Linked DNA regions of Ovis aries: region 1 is linked to region 2. The links are chromatin contacts, called in public Hi-C maps. All regions are on one chromosome and are shown on one strand. The core of a region is the stretch at or near the end of the contact, and the rest is flanking DNA. Distances in the headings are between cores, read along the strand shown.

Region 1 (4,416 bases), core at 1,766-4,265, 430 kb after region 2:
TCTTTTTACCTGCCGTCTAATATTCCACAGCATCAGGAGATAGACGCATACCTCCTCTTGTTCTGACTGCCCCCACCTGGCTCTTGGCAGTCTTGATGTTGAAGCTCACCTCACTACTCCTTGGTCTGCGTACATGCAGTCCCTCCCTTGTCAGATTCACACTCAGCAGCTTCAGTGACCGTCAAGTGTACCTTCCCCACCTTTCACTCAGCAGTTTGCTGTGTACCTGCTGCTGGTTCCTCTGGTCACTGCTCAGTTTATTCTCTTTCCTTTCCCCTGAAATATTTAGATAGTAGTTGGCTGTGGATGGGTTCACGTGTTTACTTTCTGCACTTAAATATCTTAATAACCTTTATTGCTTCCAAATATTGCAAAAGTTACAGAATATACTGGATTCCCTCACCCTTCTACTCTCCGCCCAGGTACTCCTTCCCAATACAGTCTCATTTTGTCAGCAAAAAAATGTTGCAAAATATAGAAACGTATAAAGAAGAAAGCAAAACTGCCTAGGAAAAAGCCCCATTAATATGTAGGCTATTTTGTGATAGTCATCCCCCACTCCATCTATGTTTCTATCTATCTATCTTCTCTAATATGCTTGATTGAGATGCCAACATCTACTGGGTCATGGAAAAAGCAAGAGAGTACCAGAAAAACATCTATTTCTGCTTTATTGACTATGCCAAAGCCTTTGACTGTGTGGACCACAATAAACTGTGGAAAATTTTTTTAACTTTTGTTTTAAAAAAATTTAATTACATGAGAAAATGGTCACAATAAAGAGGACATCTCAATTAAGCATATTAGAGAAGACAGATAGATAGAAACATAAATGGAGTGGGGGATGACCAGACCACTTGACCTGCCTCTTGAGAAACCTGTATGCAGGTCAGGAAGCAACAGTTAGAACTGGACATGGAACAACAGACTGGTTCCAAAATGGGAAAGGAGTACGTCAAGGCTGTATATTGTCACCCTGCTTATTTAACTTATATGCAGAGTACATCATGAGAAACACTGGGCTGGAAGAAGCACAAGCTGGAATCAAGATTGCTGGGAGAAATATCAATAACCTCAGATATGCAGATGACACCACCCTTATGGCAGACAGTGAAGAAGAACTAAAAAGCCTCTTGATGAAAATGAAAGAAGAGAGTGAAAAAGTTGGCTTAAAGCTCAACAATCAGAAAACTAAGATCATGGCATCTGGTCCCATCGCTTCATGGCAGATAGATGGGGAAACAGTGTCAGACTTTATATTTTGGGGCTCCAAAATCACTGCTGATGGTGATTGTAGCCATGAAATTAAAAGACACTTACTCCTTGGAAGAAAAGTTATGGCCAACTTAGATACCATATTGAAAAGCAGAGACATTATTTTGCCAACAAAGGTCCATCTAGTCAAGGCTATGGTTTTTCCAGTGGTCATGTATGGATGTGAGAGTTGGACTGTGAAGAAAGCTGAGCACCGAAGAATTGATGCTTTTGAACTGTGATGCTTGAGAAGACTCCTGAGAGTCCCATGGACTGCAAGGAGATCCAACCAGTCCATCCTAAAGGAGATCAGTCCTGGGTGTTCATTGGAAGGACTGATGCTGAAGCTGAATCTCCAATACTTTGGCCACTTCATGCGAAGAGTTGGCTCATTGGAAAAGACCCTGATGCTGGGAGGGATTGAGGGCAGGAGGAGAAGGGGATGACAGAGGATGAGATGGCTGGATGGCATCACTGACTCGATGGACATGAGTTTGAGTGAAGTCCAGGAGTTGGTGATGGACAGGGAGGCCTGGCGTGCTGCAACTCATGGTGTCACAAAGAGTCGGACACAACTGAGTGACTGAACTGAACTGATAAAGAGGAAAGCAAAACTGCCTAGGAAAAAGCCCTGTTAATATGTGGGCTATTTTGTGATAGTCATCCCCCACTCCATCTATGTTTCTATCTATCTTCTCTAATATGCTTAATTGAGATGTCCTCTTTATTGTGACCATTTTCTCATGTTATTAATTTTTTTAAAACAAAAGTTTTAATGACTTTAGTGATTGGTTTGATAAACTGATTTTCTCTTACCCTGTTGCTTCTATTTTAAGTCTTCAAAGAGAAGAGTGACTGTCTCCTGTGTTCTTTATATCTTTCCATGGAACAATCATTGCTGTACCCTCCCAAGAGGGACACAGAGTTTATAAACTCTCCTGTGTGCCTTCTGCTGCCTTATTTCATCTTCTGAGTCACAAGTGGCAGAGCTATGGCAGAGCTGCTAGATTGTCCAATGGTAGGGAAGTGGCTGAAAGCCACTTTAGCCAGGAGGGTGCATGTCATTAACAGGGTCAGGGGCCTGGCTGAGCAAAATGACTTTGGAGCTGGGGTCTGGCCTCAGATTTGTGTTCTGCCCTGGGGAAGCACAAGTTAGGCATCTTACATAATCTGCTTGCACAGTGGCTTTCCTCTAAAATGGGGATACTGACAGACTTTTTCCACGTTTGTTGTGAGGATTGCTGCTGCTGCTGCTCAGTCGCATCAGTCGTGTCCGACTCTGTGCGACCCCATAGACAGCAGCCCACCAGGCTCCCCCATCTCTGGGATTCTCTAGGCAAGAATACTGGAGTGGGTTACCATTTCCTTCTCCAATGCATGAAAGTGAAAAGTCAAAGTGAAGTCGCTCAGTCGTGTCCGACTCTTCGCGACCCCATGGACTGCAGCCTACCAGACTCCTCCGCCCATGGGATTTTCCAGGCAAGAGCATGGGAGTGGGGTGCCATTGCCTTCTCCAGTTGTGAGGATTAGATGAGATGATATCTGAAAAGTGCTGCGTGTGGTGGCTAGCCAGAGTAATTGACTTTAAAAATGCAGAGTGGCTTAAAGCAAAACTGAGTGATTATGGGGAAGACCATGTCTATTAGGATTTTGCCTTTGGTTTTGAACGGCTAAAGACATGGTTCTTTTATACACACATACCTCTGAGATACAGTGGGCTTGGTTCCAGACCACAGCAATAAAGCAAATGTTGCAATAAAGTGAGTCACATGAGTTTTTTGGTTTCCCAGTGCATATAAAAGTTATGACTACACTATGCCGTAGCCTCTTAAGTGCACATTTGCATTCTGTCTGGGAAGAAAAAGCAATATACCTACCTTACTTTAAAAACACAGAACAAAAAAGTGTTAATAGTAACAGCAAAGATCACCGATCACCGATCACCAATAACAAATATAATGAAGAAAAAGCTTAAGTTACCAAAATGTGACACGGAAACACAGAGAGAGCAAATGCTGTTGCAAAGATGGTGGTCACAGACTTGCTCAGCGCAGGGTTACCACACATCTTCAGTTTGTTTAAAAAAAAAAAAAGCAATATCTTCAAAGTGTAATAAAGTGAAGCTCAATAAAACAAGGTGTGCCCATGTTTTACTTAGTCCTTTTGTGAGTATCTGCCTGGTCTCAAGTTCCTAGCGTCCACAGAAATCTTATCATCTAAGGAGGAGGGCGGATTCTTTTTATATCTTGTCACGTATACATACATTCTAGAGAGTAATCCATTGGCAATTAAAGCAGATGTGATGCCTTATAGTATGTACATTGTAAATGATTGCACCATCCTGTGTATTCTCTGCCATAATTAAAGACCCCTGTATCATTTAAATGTTTGGATATTGGTCTTCAGTAGTCTAAATGAGTAAATTATATCCATTATCTGCCATTTGAGAAGAGCTGTTCTAGTTCACTACTTGGAAACTGGTAAATGAAAGAATCAAGCCTTTATCCTCCCTTTTGGTACATGAATTGTGTTTCTGAGTAATTAAATAGCTGACTTAGGAAAGTTCTGTTTTTAATTGAAGAATATCAGCTAATAGAAGAATGAGAGAGTATGTCTATTTTATTACCCTTAATGAAGAAATGGAGATCTTCAGTGGCTACTAAAACCATTAGATGAAAAATTGATAGGGAGTTTTATAATGGATTGGATCCAGCAGAAAAGTTCTGAAACCAGCAGTCAATCTTCTCACAGGCGGCTTTGAATCAATATTGCCCCATAGAGTGATAAGGAGCGTAGAAACCTGATCACACTATGGATATCTTTATATTATAGTTGTATAGATAGTACATCTGTGTACTTAAAAAAACCCAAAAGACAATGTTCTGATTCTTGCTTGAACTTTTCTGATATATTTTAAAGAACTCCAGAGGAGAAGACTCATCTATTATAGATATTTACCCAGATATTTACCATTTTGACTGCTCTTCCTTGATTCATGTTGTTCCAAGTGTTTTTCTCATATCATTTTCCTTCTGTCTGCAGAACTTCCTTTAGCAATTCTTTTAAAGCAGTACTGCTGGCAACAAATGCTCTTAGTGTTCCTTCATCTGCGAATGTCTTTATTTTACCTGCTTTCCTGAAGGATATTTTTTACTGCATAGA
Region 2 (5,128 bases), core at 1,633-4,132:
TATTCAGCGAGTTGTTACTGAACACCGACTAAGTGCCAAGTATTGTGCCAGACAGCCATAAAAGATAAGACAGATTCCTCATAGAGTTTACAGTGAACTATCCCTTATAGTTATAGTTTCTGTTAACAGGCAAAAAGACAGTGACACTAACTACTTTGGATGTCCCCATAGCCCCCAGGACACGGCATGGGCCACGGTAGTCAAGTAATATTCTCAGATTTAAGCCATTAACCAGCCTGTTGAAAATGTATACTTTTCTAATTAGAAGATATTCTACTTACGCCCACAAGGTGGAGATCTTGCTTATAGTTTATAACCAGGCTGAAAGCAAGGCATTCCAAAAAAAAAAAAAAAAAATTCTCAGAAGTTAAACCAAAAGACAAAAAATTAAACGCTACTGAGCACCTTTTTAGTGCAATATACTATGCTACCTGGTAAGACAAATAGAAAGTTGTTAAGATGTAGTCCTCTGCCTTCTAGGGAAAGATGAGGGTAAGGAGCTTGCACAGAACAGGAAGATGGTAACTTCGAATGAAGTAAGATAGCACAGCAATAGTAATCTCATCATCAGATAAGATCTATATAAAGGCATGATATAGCTACCATGGGGTGCATAAGAGATTCAACCAAAACCCCGCATTTCAGTCAATATGAAAACACTTGAAGGTATACTGAGGCAGCTCTGGAAGTCTCTAGATGTGGTCTTCAGATGCCTCTATTTAGTCACAAACCTTAGGGTGCTTGCCCTATAACTCTAGAACATTCATTTTTTGGCAAATAAGTATAATCAGTACCAGGTGACGCACTGATGCAGTTGAAAACCCCCATGTGCATCTGATGAGGGGATAAAGGCAAGAGAAACAGGTGAAAGGAAACAGATTTCAAACCCTTGCTTTCAGAGGTGGGATCCAGCCCCACCCCTCATCTCGTGTCTTACCTGAGAATCTTGGTTTGGATCTGGGACAGAGTCTCATGCACAGAGCTAAGAGGGAGAGCCAGTTCTTATCCAATAACTTTCCTGGTGGACTGAACCCAAAAGTGTCTGGAAGACAATGTGGTTTGCTGGTTTTTGTTTTTCATTTTATTATCATCATTTTCTGCTCCTCCACCCTCTTCCCTAAACACTTCTTCCCTTAAAACCATTAAACCAGTAAGTCAAATGCAGTATGTTGTTTTTTCATTTGTTGAATTGAAAATCACATGTGGGGCATAAAGTGACTAAATGACAGTGAGCCTTCAAAAAATAAGAATGCTGGCCACTTGACTAAAAATAGTGAACTTTCCTGATAGAGGGAAAATCAAGCGGCATGCTACTTGGAGACCCCCGTTTGAATTTTAGTTTCTTCACTTACTGCCTGTGTGGTCTTGAGCAAGCTCGATCCCTTCTGCGTCCCCCGGGAGCCGAATCGTGTCATTCTCTAGAGACCCGTCTCTGAGGCCCCGTCCCCTGGACTAGGTCGGATCTTGAGTTGTAAGGCTGTCGTGGCAACCTAAACATCTCCCTAGACTGTGAGTGAGCTCCGTGAGCAGGGGACCGCATCTGTGGATTTTACTGCTCCGTGTCCAGAAGCGAGGACAGAGGCTTTGTTGAATGAAACCTGCCTAGGTGTTCTTGCACAGTGAGGTCGAATTCCCAGAGAGTCCCTCGGGAAAGGGCGAGCGACCAATCTCAGAGCACACAGGACCAGGGCAGTGAGCGCGCTCGGGAAAGGCGGTGTCGGTTCAAAGTTGTTTGCTACAGATGGTTCTTCTAACCCGGCTGGAGTCACATCCTCTGTGGCTCGGAGAGCTCCCCGGGGATTTATATAAGGCAGAGTGAATCACACCGTTGGAAACGGACAAGGCAAGAAGACCCGCCTCCATTCACTCCGGGCGGCGCCCGGAGCTCGATTGGGGGTTACTCTGAACTTGCAGGAGAGACTCCGCGCCCACTGCAACCCCCATGAGAGCCAGCGGCGCGTCGTTACCACCCCGCGCGACTCCAACTCCGTGCCGCCTGCTCCCACGCCCCCGCGCGGGCGCCTGCAGCCGGGTTTCCAGCTCGCGGCCCCTAAGTCCCGGACTGAGTGTGGGGCCGCTGCTCCCGCTTGGAAGGAGCCATCGCCGCTTTAAGGGGAAGAGGAGGGGAAGGGGGCGGAGGAGTGGGGGGCGGGGAGCGGCGGCGGAGGAGGGGGAGGGGGATTCCCCCCGCCCTCGCTCCCACGTGGTCCGGGCGCCTGTGAATCGCGCCCGCCGGAGGGTCTCACAGCGAAATACAAAAGCAGCTGGGAAGCGGCAGCCAGGCGAGTTCTCAGTGCCGGGCGGAGCGCTAGGCAGGTCCCCGCAGCCGCGATGGAGCTGAGGCGCCCGGAGCCCCGGAGCCGACGAGCTGCCGGGCCCGCCTCGCCACCGGGACCCGGGCGCCGGGGCTCGGCTTGAAGCGGCGGCGGCACCGGCGTGGCCGCGGAGCATGGGCAGGAGGATGCGGGGCGCCGCCGCCACCGCCGGGCTCTGGCTGCTGGCGCTGGGCTCGCTGTTGGCGCTGTGGGGCGGACTCCTGCCGCCGAGGACCGAGCTACCCACCTCCCGGACGCCCGAAGACGGACTCCCGCGGCACCTGGCCCGGAGCGGCGGCCGGGAGCCCGCGCCTCGCTTTCCTCTGCCCCCACCCCTGGCGCGGGACGCCCGCGGCGGCTCCCTGAAAACTTTCCGGGCGCTGCTCACCTTGGCGGCAGGCGCGGACGGCCCGCCCGGGCAGCCCCCGGGTGAGCGCAGGCGGCACGTGCCAACCGGGCGGCCCCGGCCGGAGGAACGCGCCGCGGTGCACGGGGGCGTCTTCTGGAGCCGCGGCCTGGAGGAGCAGGTGCCCCGGGGCTTCTCGGAGGCCCAGGCGGCGGCGTGGCTGGAGGCGGCGCGCCGCGCCCGGGTGGTGGCCCTGGAGCGCGGGGGCTGCGGGCGCAGTTCCAACCGGCTGGCCCGCTTCGCCGACGGCACCCGCGCCTGCGTGCGCTACGGCATCAACCCGGAGCAGATCCAGGGCGAGGCCCTGTCCTACTACCTGGCGCGCTTGCTGGGCCTCCAGCGCCACGTGCCGCCGCTGGCACTGGCTCGGGTGGAGGCTCGGGGCGCGCAGTGGGCTCAGGTGCAGGAGGAGCTTCGTGCCGCGCACTGGACCGAGGGCAGCGTGGTAAGCCTGACTCGCTGGCTGCCTAACCTCACCGACGTAGTGGTGCCCGCGCCCTGGCGCTCCGAGGACGGCCGTCTGCGGCCCCTGCGCGCCGGCGGCGGTGAGCTGGCCAACCGGAGCCGGGCGGAGCTGGTGGACCTGGTGCAATGGACCGACTTGATCCTCTTCGATTACCTGACGGCCAACTTCGACCGGCTAGTCAGCAACCTCTTCAGCCTGCAGTGGGACCCGCGGGTCATGCACCGAGCCACCAGCAACCTGCACCGCGGCCCCGGCGGGGCGCTGGTCTTTCTGGACAACGAGGCGGGCTTGGTGCACGGTTACCGGGTGGCAGGCATGTGGGACAAATATAACGAGCCGCTGCTGCAGTCTGTGTGCGTGTTCCGAGAGCGGACGGCGCGGCGCGTCCTGGAGCTACACCGAGGCCAGGACGCGGCCGCCCGGCTGCTGCGCCTCTACCAGCACCACGAGCCTCGCTTCCCGGAGCTGGCCGCGCTCGCCGACCCCCACGCTCAGCTGCTGCAGCGCCGCCTCGACTTCCTTGCCAAGCACATTTTGCACTGTAAGGCTAAGTACGGCCGCCGACCCGGGACTTAGCATTACCCGGAGGAAGAGAGAGTGTGAGACCCCTGGCTGGGGGATGGATGATGGGGGGAAGGGCCGTCGCCTCTGCCGCCTCCTGCGGACCAGCCGGCCAACGCCCAGCCGGAGACCCGAGCGCGAAGGCGACCAAAAACTTCCGCTTCACCCACCTGCCCCTTTCTCGCAGTCCCAAGCAGTTTCCTTTCAAAGTTCTGGGAGGATGAGCTCACCCAGCCTATAAAAGGATTCCTCGCTGTGCCAGCACGGAGTTTGCATCCAAAGAAACTGGCTGCTGCCGGAGTTTGGCCCCCGAGTGGCAGTCTCGGTAGGAGATACAGCCCCTTCCTTGGCAACCCCTCCACCCGCCCCTTCCTTTCCCGAAAAAGGAAAACTTCTATTGGAGCCATTGAGCTAATTCTGCAATTTCCTACCGATCGCCGCGCTGGTGGCCCGGGAGCAGGGCTCTGACACTGGCTGGTGGAGCCCCGTTCCCGTGTTCTCTCTTTGTTCCGGCTCCGTGATGGTGAGGTCACTGTTAAGAGCTGGGGAACCGCTCCGATAGGACAAAGGGAGCAGGACCTACAGAATGGGGGGAGCCCTGCAGACCCTGGCAGTTTGTCTGACTTGTTCCTTAACAGCTTGTCGCCTTGGCCTGAAGGCTACAAATGCAGGGCTGCCTGTGTGCACGGAGTCAAAGAATGAATTTCTAATCCCTCCCCCTTCCCAACCGGCCAAAATTTTGACAATGAGGATGTTCACCAGAAGGAGAAAAAATAATCCGTTTTATGCACTTTACTTTGTTTTTATTTTTATTTTTTATTAAGAAAAACTTTTTTTTTATTTGACAGAATTTGCCTTCTATGTATATATGTGCATAAAGTGTGGTGTAAATATACTAAACAAACTTATATTTCAATAAAAGGGAGTTTAAAATTTATAATTTAATTCCTGTGGTTTTAACTATTGGAGGCATCTGACATCCTACCTGGTTTGTGAATAAGCTTAAGGGTTTCTCCCTTGTGGATGTGCTTTTACAACAAAGGACGCATGTATATCCCAGTTGTGACCACAGAACTTAAGAGCTGAACAAAGGCAAGAGCAGATTCCCTGTCCTGCTCACTCAAATGAATCCTAGCGCTGGATATTTCAGAGTTCAGCAGAGAACGTGGGGGATGGTGGAGAAGGACATGGAAGGAAAATATTCTATTTCCTGGCAAATAAAACTTTGATATAAAAGGATTTCACTGTAATAAAGTCCTATATTAATCATTTGGCAAATATGATAGAACCAGATGTGCAGACTGAAATACGACAAATGCCCGCCCCCCTTAAGCTTAACTACTGTGGTCGTGTGTTGCACCTGATTTTTCAACACTGTAA

The links. Hi-C and Micro-C count contacts between places; a contact is called where the count stands out from the background.
Region 1: a contact with region 2 is called in a Hi-C map of tail adipose tissue, with 2.8 times the contacts expected there. The contact joins the enhancer-like site here to the promoter of PAMR1 in region 2. A contact is called at or near these places in 4 of 16 Hi-C or Micro-C datasets (hypothalamus, muscle and tail adipose tissue).

Annotation. Positions count from the first base shown.
Region 1 is chr15:65,380,221-65,384,636 of ARS-UI_Ramb_v3.0, forward strand. The region is part of intron 4 of LDLRAD3 (low density lipoprotein receptor class A domain containing 3); the gene reads left to right. Among named protein-coding and RNA genes, the nearest start is that of LDLRAD3, 130 kb to the left of the region's middle. Within about 2 kb of position 3,016, at least 10 of the 54 cell types and tissues checked have an H3K27ac peak or open chromatin away from gene starts, as enhancers often do. A contact at or near this core is called in tail adipose tissue, where this site is marked.
Region 2 is chr15:64,945,723-64,950,850 of ARS-UI_Ramb_v3.0, forward strand. It overlaps PAMR1 (peptidase domain containing associated with muscle regeneration 1), which reads right to left and starts at 2,883. Exons shown (of 13, transcript XM_012096235.5): 1 at 2,704-2,883. FJX1 (four-jointed box kinase 1) reads left to right here and starts at 2,245. Exons shown (of 1, transcript XM_060400056.1): 1 at 2,245-5,128. The coding sequence starts at 2,450. The coding sequence ends at 3,763.